Linked DNA regions of Mus musculus: region 1 is linked to region 2. The links are chromatin contacts, called in public Hi-C maps. All regions are on one chromosome and are shown on one strand. The core of a region is the stretch at or near the end of the contact, and the rest is flanking DNA. Distances in the headings are between cores, read along the strand shown.

What was found. Hi-C and Micro-C count contacts between places; a contact is called where the count stands out from the background.
Region 1: a contact with region 2 is called in a Hi-C map of cortical neurons. The contact joins two enhancer-like sites. A contact is called at or near these places in 4 of 484 Hi-C or Micro-C datasets (cerebellar granule neurons, cortical neurons, nephron progenitors and 1 more) and 2 of 115 datasets of contacts at active chromatin or transcription factors (embryonic stem cells and pancreatic cancer cells).

The regions. Positions count from the first base shown.
Region 1 is chr1:72,461,578-72,467,528 of GRCm38.p6, forward strand. All of the region lies in intron 1 of Marchf4 (membrane associated ring-CH-type finger 4), which reads right to left. Among named protein-coding and RNA genes, the nearest start is that of Gm39661, 51 kb to the left of the region's middle. Within about 2 kb of position 3,629, at least 49 of the 459 cell types and tissues checked have an H3K27ac peak or open chromatin away from gene starts, as enhancers often do. A contact at or near this core is called in cortical neurons and pancreatic cancer cells, where this site is marked.
Region 2 is chr1:72,370,911-72,377,025 of GRCm38.p6, forward strand. All of the region lies in intron 16 of Xrcc5 (X-ray repair complementing defective repair in Chinese hamster cells 5), which reads left to right. Among named protein-coding and RNA genes, the nearest start is that of Gm39661, 39 kb to the right of the region's middle. Within about 2 kb of position 1,796, at least 59 of the 459 cell types and tissues checked have an H3K27ac peak or open chromatin away from gene starts, as enhancers often do. A contact at or near this core is called in cortical neurons and pancreatic cancer cells, where this site is marked.

The DNA of each region.
Region 1 (5,951 bases), core at 2,379-4,878, 92 kb after region 2:
TTTCCTCATTCTCCAGACTGTGGGAGTCAATGTATTGTGGCATCAGGATCAGGACAAAAATGACTTATCATGATGGCCTTCTTGCCAAACTGTGAAGGATGAGGGAAGGGCGGATAATGACCTCATAGATGCCCCAAGACCTGAAAATCCATTATTGTTCACAGACAAGCCATCCTGAATTTTGTGCATACTGTATGAGAAAGTGTATGAACAGCTCTGTTTTCTGAAGAGTCTTTTAGCTCCACCACCCATCCACACCCCCTTCCCACACACACTATGCTTTCATCAATAGATCTAAGGCCAAATCTTGGCTTCAAGGGACCATCAGCGTGCCAGTGATATTGGAGAGAAATTATGAATTGTGAGATAACTTGATCTAAAGAGGAGAGAAATCTATTACCAAGAAGAGACCTAAAGCCCTAATAAGCTGCAGTTATCGGCACTAAATCCAATTAACCTACAAAATTATTTCTGTTTCTATTCTCATACCACGCACTTACTCTCAGAAACACCCAGAATCGGGCAGCCTCACACAGTTAATCTACAGGCATCTTCATGGAAAATGTCCTGGTTTATCTGTTCATTGTCTCAAAACAATCGGATGTTAAAAGGGACAAGAAAGGTGGACAGTTGAACCCAAGCCCTCCAAACTGTGACATTCATTATCCTGGTAATTATTTTATTCCTACCCTGCTTCTCTCCCTATAATTTAACTGGTATAAGATAAATGTACCTATTCCCTCTAACTGCTTCTAAATTCACTCAACTGCTACTAGAGAGAAGAACTTAACCTCACAATAATTGAATTTAAATAACATCCAATTCTGTGAAGTCGAACATGGTCTGCATAGTAAACAAACCACAGGATTTGAGGGCTGGCAGGAAGAAAGAAGGTCACGCTTAATGTGCAGAGGCATAATTGTATCTGTATTTCGAATGGCCCAGATGTGTAATCTAATGTCTGTTTGTCTTTCTGTCTAACTCATCATTACCATCGTTATCGTTACCAAAGAGCCAAAATTAAAGGCTGATCTGGCCTCGTTCCTCTGGCTGGCTCAAGAGGAAAACATAATTCAGATAAGCCTTGAGGAGCTAGAATTGGGCTATTTGCATACAGTGGGCTGGGCCCATGTCCAAGGTTCCGGGCCACTACACTTCTCAGGAAGTTTCAGGAATGCCGGGTCACTGCGTTCTCTTTTTTTGTTCCAAAAACCAGGCCAAATCATCTGACAGGTTAGAGGGAAGGTGCAGACATGTCCCCTTGAATCAGTCCTGTATGGTCCTTGCACACTAGCAAAGGAGTATACAACATCAACTCTGTAAACCTCTCATGATGCTCCCTGGAGGAACTGTGGTGAAAATCTCCTAAAATTAATTTTCACTCACTGTGATTAATACAGCATTCGGAGGGCTTAGGCTGCAGGTGCAAACAGCTGGAGTCACTTGTTGCTTTCTGCCGCTTCAGATCAGGACCCTAGGTACATAGGATCGTCCTACAAAGCACAGGAGCAAGACCTTTCCCCAGTGCAGTCCCAGCTTGCCCGCTGTCTGGCTGGTGACTATGCGTTTAAATGTTCTCTACCTGAATCCACTGTTTCTGAGAGTTGAGGCTGCATCAGAATCCCTTGGGAGTCTTATTTAGTATCTCCATGCTGGCTGTAACCCAAAGACTCCAACTCCACCAAGACCCACTTAAAGCAAAATTGGCTAAGACCTACTTTGTAACGTGTTGGACCAGATACTCATTAACAAACCTTCTGCCTCCTACATTGCTTTGAGACTTTTATGTACACAAAGATAAAAATAGGCACTGAGAGTGAAAACTTATTGAGGACTCATTGTCTGCCAATTCTTGTCACAGGCTTTGAATTCTGGGTTCAAATACCAATTCTCCCATTTGCTGGGTGAAAGATATTGGGCAAGTTGCTCCAAGCTCCCATCTCTCTCCTCCTCTCTCCTCTCTCCCTCTCCCTCTCCTCTCTCCCTCTCCCCCTCCCCTTCTCTCCCCTCTCTCTCCTTCTCTCCTTCCACTCTGTCCTCTCTCACTCTGTCCTCTGTCTCTCTGTCTCTGTCTCTCTGACTGTCTCTCTGTCCCTGTCCCTGTCTCTTTGTGTCTGTCTGTCTGTCTGTCTGTCTGTCTCTCTCTCTCTCTCTGTGTGTGTGTGTGTGTGTGTGTGTGTGTGTGTGTGTGTATGTGTGTGTGTGTGTGTGTGTTTGTGTTTCAAGACAGTTTCTTCTGTGTAGCCCTGGCTGTTCTGGACTCATTCTGTAGGCCTTGAACTCATAGAGATCCACCTGCTTCTGCCCCTGGAGTGCTGGGATTGAATGTGTATGCCACCACCCCCTGGCCTGTTGTTGCCTCTCTTGCTAGTCTATAGTCCATGCCTTTGAATATGTGCTAGGGGCCAAGCATGGTTCTAATATGTGCATGAGGTGATACGACATCGTTGCTGAGGACCCTGGCTCCATTATGCATGACCTTAGGCAAGTTTCCTTAGAGGTTAAAGTAGGACCAGAGAGGTTTCTCAGAAGGATTAAAATGGGGTAAGATATGAGAAATGCTTAGAGCCCTATGGAGCACACAGGGAGTGTCTGTGATGGCACTATACCATGCCCTTCCATGTATACCTACCTACCTTTACCGTAACTTCACACCCTAACAGGAGGAGGGAGGTGCCAGCTCTGCAAATGAGAGCACTATAACTATTGTCGCTTCACCAAGTAATGTACTTTGCTGTCCTGAAAGCCACGGGTCTGAAGATGCTGTGAGCCAGGAATATAGGGTTCGGTGATACCTGCAGGAAAGCTTTGGGTTTCCAGGTGTTTGATATCTGCCCTGGCACGTTGGGGGGAGGGACAAAGAAAACCAGTGCCCCAGATCCTTATGCATCCTCCTGCCTCCACGACCCTCCTCCCCAAGCCTGCTTTTCCACATTCGTGAATTCTACCTTCTGTGACAGTGGGTGGGGGTTGGTATTGAGTTACGGGTGTTTGCAGGCATCAGTCTTTCCCTCTCCTGTTTTGGGTACAGCTGCGGCCTTATGTGTGCATGGGAACACTAGAGGATAGTGAGGTAGGGAGGACGGGGCCTAAAGACCAGAAAGAAAAAAGAAGAAGAAAAGAAAGACAGAAAGAATAGGAAGGAGATGGGAGTGACCATGGTCAAAAAGCATACTATATCAATGCATGAAAATTGTAGTGAAACTCGCTAGTGTGTATAACTAATATGTATTAATAATTATAATTAAGAAAAAGAGTTTAGCAACAGAGGAGGACTCAGAGAAGGAAAGACTCTTGCTTGTAATCTCTCTTGCCTGCCTTTAAAAGGGATTACAGTAAGCCTGTGTATTGTTTGTCGGTTCCTCCTGTGGATCTGACTTCCTCCTCAAATCAACCTCACAGTCATTGTGCTTCACTTAGAGCTGTGGTTCTCAACTCCCCTAACACTGCAGCCCTTTAACACAGTTCCTCACGTTGTGCTGACCTTCAGCCATAAAAGTATTTGGTTGTTACTTCATAACTGCAAGTTTGCTACTTTTATGAATCATAATGTAAACATCTGATATGTGGGATATCTGACCCGTGACTCTCAGGGGTGTCATGACCCACAGGTTGAACGGCAGACTTACACAGATCAACCTAAAGCCCTTAGGAGGATCCCATGGCACAGAAGAGATTCCTTCCTCTTTCTGAGCCCTGTTCAGGTTCCATGCTCCCAAGACAAGGCCCCACTTCCCTGCAGGACCTTGCCCATGCCAGAGTCTGCTGCAAACCCAGCTCGGTTCTTTTCACGCCTCTCGGGAAAGCATACTATTCCTGAAATCTTGGCTGCCGCTCCTTGTCAGCAGAAAGCATGCTAAGCGAATTTGAATGACTCTGGCGTGTGAATAGACTCCAGGCTGCGGGCTCCAAAGTAAGCGGCTCCAAGTCACTGTGGCTGCTGTTATCTTGGCAATTTTATTTTCTGTTTCAAAGAATTCTATAGTCCTTACCTTCTGGCTCTCTCTCTCTCTCTCTCCCTCCCCCTCCCCCTCCCTTCCTCCCTCTCCCCCTCCCTCTCCCCCTGCCCATCTCCTTCCCTCTCCCTCTCCCTCTCCCTCTCCCTCTCCCTCTCCCTCTCCCTCTCCCTCTCTCTCTCTCTCTCTCTCTCTCTCTCTCTCTTTCTTTTGGAATGGGGTGGAGGGTGGGGAGTGTCTTGGGGTTTTTTTTTGGTTTTTGGTTTTTGGTTTTTCGAGACAGGGTTTCTCTGTGTAGTCCTTGCTGCCCTGGAACTCACTCTGTAGACCAGGCTGAGCTCAAACTCAGAAATGCACCTGCCTCTGCCTCCCAAGTGCTGGGATTAAAGGTGTGTGCCACCACTGCCCTGCAGGGAGTGTCTTAAAGATATTCTTTCCCTACTCTAGTCTCTGGTTAGACTGCCCCCAATCCCAACAAATGGAAGGAACCCAAGAGAACCTATCTTTCTCACCAGCACCACTTCCCAATGTCCTCTTTGAACTCAGGCATAGAAACCTGTATGGGGACCAGGTGGCAGAGGACCAGGGTGAAGATGTAGGGGTGTGGAGGTGTGGGGGATATATACAGACCAGCGCGTTTCCGTCTGAGGGCAGAGGACAGTGTCCATTCATGAACATTCAGCAGCCTTGGGTGGACACCACCATTCGGTCCTCATGTTGAAAATGCAAGCCAACCCCAGCCCAAGAGACATTCTCACATGGTGACACACATTCCAAACCCACCCAGAGTCCCAGCATGATCTTACACGCATGTTTCCCTTAATTAGGGGCTGATAAAGAAAGTCTAGCTTCCTTTTGTTTGCTTTCAGTCTCTGTCAGATGACCAGGCCATTCTGCAAGCACTTGTGACTCAGTGTTCTCAGTCAGTCCTGTCTGGGACTTGGCGAGCCATGTTCCTCTTGTTCTTAGTCTTTATAATTGTTCAACACTTGGTTCATCCCCCTGCCTTCACCCCCAGTCGTCATCCATCTATGCTGAAAAGTCCTATATTTAGATCCCATTCTCACATCATTGATCATTTCACATTTCAGCCACTCTTTGTAGAGCTTTGCTGGTCTTTAGGTTTTTTTAAGACAAGTCTTCCTACCATGTCAATACACCTGCTCAGAGGCTGGGGTGGGAGAGGAAAGCCATATCTTAGAACTAATGATTGATTAGAAATTAAAGTTTCCTCTAATTACAGCCCCCTTCCCACATAAGTGCCCCCTCTCCCCCCATGCCCCCCCCTGCCTCCAATCCAGGGAGATGTTCTATAAGAATTCCCCCAGTGGTTTCCTGATATCACAAATCATGTCCAGGTGTCCTTAGAAGGAATAGAGCCACTCCTTCAAAGGGCATGGGAACTTTTAAGGCTATGGACACAGGTTGCCATGATAGTCTTCAAAAAAAAAAAAATGATACTGCTGCTTGCTAACACCAGAGTTAGCATTTGCTGCTATTTTTCCATACTCAAGGTCCCTCCCCTTCTTCACATTCTTGGAGCTATCTGTTGAGGGCATCAGAGCCATGACTCAAGAAAGAAGCCCCAGGAAATGTCTTTGAATCTTTCTCTGGGAAGACGCAGACTTCAGTTGTAATACGCTGGCAATGAGCAATGCAACTGAAGGACGTCTAGGAGAGGAGGGTCTTTCAGCTATGAAAGGACCGAGGTGTACTTAGTCAGGGGAAACCTGCAGGATCTCAGGTGAGGGTTTTGCCTGCTCGGAAGGACTGATGGGGATGGGGATGATTTGAGGACTCCTGTCAAGAATCTTTGCTCTACCCAGATTCTGAGATGGCAACAACCAGAGTAAGCGCTCAGGATTGAAGCACTTGGAACATACAAGACCTGCCAGCCAGGGGATAGCTCACAATTGCCCAGATTTAGAGACATTACCATCTCCCAATAAAAGCCTTGTGTGACTGCAAGCCTGTGACTAAAAAGGGTATCCTAAT
Region 2 (6,115 bases), core at 546-3,045:
TGCTGTGCTATCCCAAGCTTTCATTCTTTCACCACTGGTCAGATCCAGCATCCTATGTTAGTTATCCATAAAGTTCTTATCTTCAGTCTAGCCCATGAGTTTGTATAGATTTAGCTTAGAGTATGCAGGTCAGCCCTTTTTAATCATGCACCATGTCTTTGAAATCAGTCCACCATCTAAGACTTACTGCCATGCTCTGACACATTCACATTATTCTCATGGTCTCTTCTGCGAAACCTATACTCAAACCGTATTCCCAGTGATCCCTTCCAGACGGGAGCTTTCTTTTCTGTCTATGCTTGCTCATGCTTTTCTATCTGAAAAACAAAAACCCATTATCTTTTCTCTTTCCCAGACGTACTCTGAAAATGCCTTTGCTTTCAGAGCCTATAGGTAGTAATGTCTAGTTATTGTTTTCTTATAGTATATGTAATTTGTTATCTTGGTAATGTAGTTAGTGAGTCCATCACCAGTGAGACAAAATGACTAAAATGTTTTCCTCTGATGCCTGCACCCCGCCAGCTCATAGTGAGCTACTTTGTTCGTGTTGTTAACTCTAACAGATGAGAGCTTGGAAGGAACAAAAATTTGAATTTTTGAGTTGCACCAGAATTTTTTCTTTGATTATTTCAATCAGTTTCCAAATTCTAAACCTAAGAAAGAAGAAACAGAACATATTAGTTACTTTTCTCACTGCAATGGCACAATTCTTGACAACAGCATCTTGCAGAAGAAATTCTTTATTTTGGCTCACAGTTTGTAGGGAGACTGTCCTTAGTAGTAGGGAAAACATGGCAGCAGGATGTGAGGTAGCTGCTCACACTGCAGCCACAGCCATGAGTCAGAGAGACATGAATGCTGGTTCTCTGCTTGTTTTCTCTTATTTTCAGTCTGGGACCCAGTCCATGAGTTGTCACTTATGTCTTAGTCAATGTTCCGTTTCTGTGAAGGAAGAGACACACACTCACTACAGCAACTCTTATAGAGGAAAATATTTCATTGGGGGTGGTCTACAGGTTCAGAGCCTTAGTTCGTTATCATCATGGTGGGAAACATGTGGCAGGTAGGCAGACAAGGTGCTGGAGTGGTAGCTAAGAGTTCTACATCTTGATCCCCAGGCAGCAGGAAGAGAAAGAGATACTGGGCTTGGTTTGAGCATTGGAAACCTCAAAGCACACACGCAGTGACACTCTTCCTCTAACAAGGCCACACCTACTCCAACAAGGCCAGACTTCCTAATAGTGCCACTCCCTAGTGACCAAGCATATGAGTCTGTGGGGCTATTCCTGTTCAAACCACCACAACTACTCACATTGAAGGTGGGTTTTCTCTCAGTTAAACTCTGGAAATTCCCTCAAAGATACAACAGAGATATGTTTCCTAGGTGATCCCAAGTCCAGGAGAGTTGGCAAAGAAGATTAACTACCACCTAGAGAAATATAGCTTTTCTGTATTTTGAACTCTAGATATTAAATGTTCTTCATTAAGCAATAGAAAATAATGTAAATGAGAGAAAAAGGAGACGATCTGAGGAGTTCTTAAGGAAAGGAGCTGGATTAACAAAGGGTGTTAGTGGAGTTCTAGAGGATTTATGTAGAATATGGTTTTCTGAAATGCCTGGTAGTGATATTTCAAGAGTGACGCAGATTCTTGATGTGCTGTGTAAACAGTGTGCTGCCTCTGCTCTGGTGTGCACAGAAGCACCTTTCATTGCTGGCTGCCTGTGTGGAGGCTGACTCATCACTCACTCTGGAGTGTCAGCTGATACATGAATTTCAATTTCATTCAATTACCAAGTTTTAATTGGATCCCATTGCCAGACTGGTCCCCTGTTCCAGACTGTCTCCTCTAAGCTATGCTGTTACTATGGCTACTTGGTTCCTTCTGCTTTATCCCTGATGTCATCCCTGCAGCAGTGGATGACATCAACACCTACTCAGGTAGACTCCAGACAGTTACTGCAAAGCACTGTCACCTTGCACTTGCTTTCTTCTTACTGTCCATCTGGAATAGGAGCAGACCATGGTGGTAAGGCTCTTAATTTCCCTGTATCTCTTTTACTTAGTAACTTTTGCCAAGTGTAAGAGTTCTGGGACCTTAGGAACTTGTGGAAGCCATCTTTCTCTTCCCTTCCTGACTCTCAATGAGCCCAGTGCATTCTTTTAGGAGTATGGCATATACTGTACATAACCATCTGTCGTACAGTTTACATAAATGAGCCAAAAGACATCGCTTGCGTATTTAACAGAATGTCTTCCTTTGCTTGCTTGCTTATGGTAGCTTGGTGTAGGTTTTTTTTTTTTTTCTCTCCCTCTCTCTTCAAATGTATTTCTTTTTTTCTGGAGCTGGAGAGGATGAATCATTTCAGAGAGAGAATAATCTTTGTTCTGTATTACACTGCTATGTTGCTATATTTCTTGTGTTAATTGATGATCTTTATGCTTTCTGAGAAATGTTCAGTGGGCTTTTAATGTTTAACATATGTGTTTTTAATGAAAAAAAAAACCAACAAAATCATAATATGCTATGGAGTTCTTCCATTGACCATGGAATTTAAAAATTGCCATCGGCCCTGGAGGAGATCTGGTCTTAAAACCAACTGTTTCAGATGAGGAATACTATCCATCCAGATTTTAGAATGATATGTTGTTATGCTTTGTATCATGTGCTTGGGTTCACAGCCTACAACCTCACCTCACTGGATGTTACTTTTCTAGTTTCTTCTTAGCTCACACTACAGGGTAAACTAAGGTCGAGAGGCCTTCAATATCTTCCTTTCTTGTAGCTACAGAAGTAGGACTCACAGTTAACACAAATAAAAACAAAAATAAAACAAGAGAGCTCTCATAGTCCTTAGGAATAGAATCTGACAATAAAGACTTGCATTTACTCTGCTCCCTGCGCCTGCGGTTTTAATTTAACACATCAATGAAAAGACAGCATTTAAAAAGGGAGGGAACACCCAGCAGGACTTACTTTTATTAGTGCAATTTGTAAGAAATTACTGCATTTAATGAGAAAATCGTTAAGCATGAAAAAAACGGGCTGAGATGGAACTTGTGGAGCTTAGAGGGTGAGGTTTTAATTGAGTTTTTTACTTATTGGAGAGAGATGGTGATAACGATGATGTTGTTGTTAATAATAATAATAATCGTCTGGGGCTGCACCTCTTCTATGAGGAGGTCAGCACTCTGTATTTAGTTCTGCTCCCCTGCTACCCAGCATGCGTAGTGTGATAGTGTTGGGGACCCTTGTGTACCTGTGGACCCTTTTTCTCTTTCTGTGAGGAAGCCACAGCATTGTGCTAACTGGGGGATTAGGAGGCAGATCCCTGCAGAACAGTTCCTAAGGGGCAAAGGACAAAAGAGGCAAAGGGCGAGTGATGTGTCCCTCACTGCTGCGTGAACAGGCAATTTCAGAGGCCATTTTCAGGCTCATAAACTTTATGCCTTTTTGAAAAGTTCTGTGTCTTTTGATTTCTTTTTCCCCAATGAGAATATTCACTAGAATTTGTAAAAATGGAAGCAAGGAACACAGACATCCAAGGAAAACTTCTTGGAATCTTAGGTTAAGAAATAAATCGGGGTGGGGTTGGAGAGATGGCTCAGTGGTTAAGAGCACTGACTGCTCTTCCAGAGGTCCTGAGTTCAATTCCCAGCAACCACATGGAGGCTCACAATCATCTGTAATGGGATCTGATGCCCTCTTCTGGTGTGTCTGAAGATAGCTACAGTGTACTCATATAAATAAAATAAATAAATACATTTTTAAAAAAAGAAAGAAAAAAGAAAGAAATCAGCCTGTCTTTTGTTGTTTGGGGAAAAGTATTTAAAATACCTTCTTTTTGTACTTAGCTACTTACCAGTTTGACCCCTGTGAGGACATGGGTCCTATGGGAGTCACTCAGTTACTTCTAGGACCTCCTGTATATTTCCACAATCATGTGGTGGTATGGTAACTGCTGTTGTGTCCTCCCATGTTAAATATCATATATATATATATATATGTATATATATATATATATAAAATAAAATATGTATATACACACATATATATATGAAATATATATATATATATGAAATGTATGCCACTTAGATAAAGCTGTTATACGTAGTAAAACTAATGGTTATTATGTGACTCTCTTTCTGTAGAGTAAAACTTATTAAATAAAAAAAGCAAACATCTAGTAAAAGTTTCAGATGTGCTGGTGAAGCTTTGTAGCCACTTAATTGGGTTTTGTTGTGTCCCACCTCATTAGAGAGGAAAGAGAAAGTGTTGCAAAGGCTGTCTTACTTTATCGTTTATATTAAATAATACCTTGTTCATATCCAGTTCTCCTGGAAATATCCAGTTCAAACAAAGGGGTGGTCATTTTTGTTACCTCATGATAAAGGCACACACCAGGTGGCCCGTAGATCTAAACCTCACTCTACCCCTGTACACATTGCATGGTCAAGGCCTGGGAGGCCCAGGCGGCCCCTTGCCAGTTGCCTTTCCCATTCTCCTAGGTCTATAGACTTCTGCAGGGTTCAGTCAAAGGGAAATTGTGACAGAAAAACGGTATGGGGATTGGCGGAAATGTCAGAGTATCTCCTTTCCTGTGATGGGCAGCATCTCTGGTCCTTCATGGCTCTGCCTCCAGTTACCCCATATTCCCTGTTCTTTTTGCAACATGGCACAAGGTACTAAAGGCTGCTTGCCATGTGCTGCTTGCTTCTGCCTTACATGGATGGCTTCATAGCTCTTCATCCTGCGAGTAAGGACTGCTTGGGTTACATTTCCTGTGGCAAATATTTAAAGCGAATTCTTTCCTTCTGGCTGATAAACTTGCAAGCTCTACCCACAGCAGCTGATTCATATCCTAGATCAGTGGTTCTCAACCTTCCTAACACTGCCACCCTTTAATACAGTTCCTCATGTTGTGCTGACCCCAACCATAAAATTATTTCGTTGCTACTTCATACCTGTAAATTTGCTACCTTTGTGAGTCATAATGTAAATCTCTGTTTTCTGATGGTGCTAGGTGACCCCTGTGAAAGTGTTGTTTGACCCCCAAAGGGGTTGTGCCACACAGGTTGAGAACTGCTGTCCTAAAGAGAAACAAAAAGGGAGCCATTTTGTGATCATTTTAGCTGCCTGTTGTAAAATCTACACCACAGACTCCCTTTTATTATCGAGCACATATCCTTTCCAACTTTCTGGCTTGAAGCAGGGGTTGTAATTTCCATGTCGATTCCATTGGTGAAAGACTCCTTGCCTAGAGTCTTATCTGCTGATGGGCATCATTCATTTTTATTCTGTTAGTGATATCCTAACATTATGTTTATTTGATTTAAATGCCTACATTTTTATTGTTGCCTTATAATTTTTAAAAGTAAAGATACCACTGTCACTAGGAATATAAATCTGTTTTTGCCATTTAAAAATTATTTAACTACTGATACCTGAAAAATGAGCAGTAAGCAGACTTCCCATGAGGCGGTGCAGCCGGAAGGGAAATTCAGAAGGGAGACATCCTGAATGATGCTCGGATCCAATAAAGCCATCCATCCAGGATGCTGTCAGGTTGTCATATACGGTATGTGACCAAGGGGGGAGCCTACCACTCTCTTTGCTGTTAGATAAGAAGAAAACCCATAGTTACTTTCTTTCATTTGAATGAAAATATCTTTATAGGTCAGAGGGGTGGGTAAGGGGCAGGCTAGGTTGTGGCCCCAGATGTCCTGGCCCTTGTTACCATGCACTGAGAAGGAGGGTAGTAGTCTGTTGTATAGGACTTGGGGTGGTATTTTGTAGAGGGAAGGTATGCATTTCAGATAAAACAAGAGGAGTCTCGTTTTCCTCTGATGGAACACATCTGAGTCTAGAAATCCTTTGAGTGTGACATGGTTGCTTGGCTCGTTTCACTTATGAACAAGATCTGGACTACTGTATTAAGCCCATGTACAGCCTGAATCTAGAATAGATATCTTTGAAGCCTCTTTGAGATAAATGATGGCCTGTAGTATCCTAAGATGGATACTCCTTCCAGGGGCCAATTTTTATATTTGCTACTAATAAGTGTTGAGTCACTGGCTAATTCTGAAGGACATTTTGGTGCATTATAATTGGATCT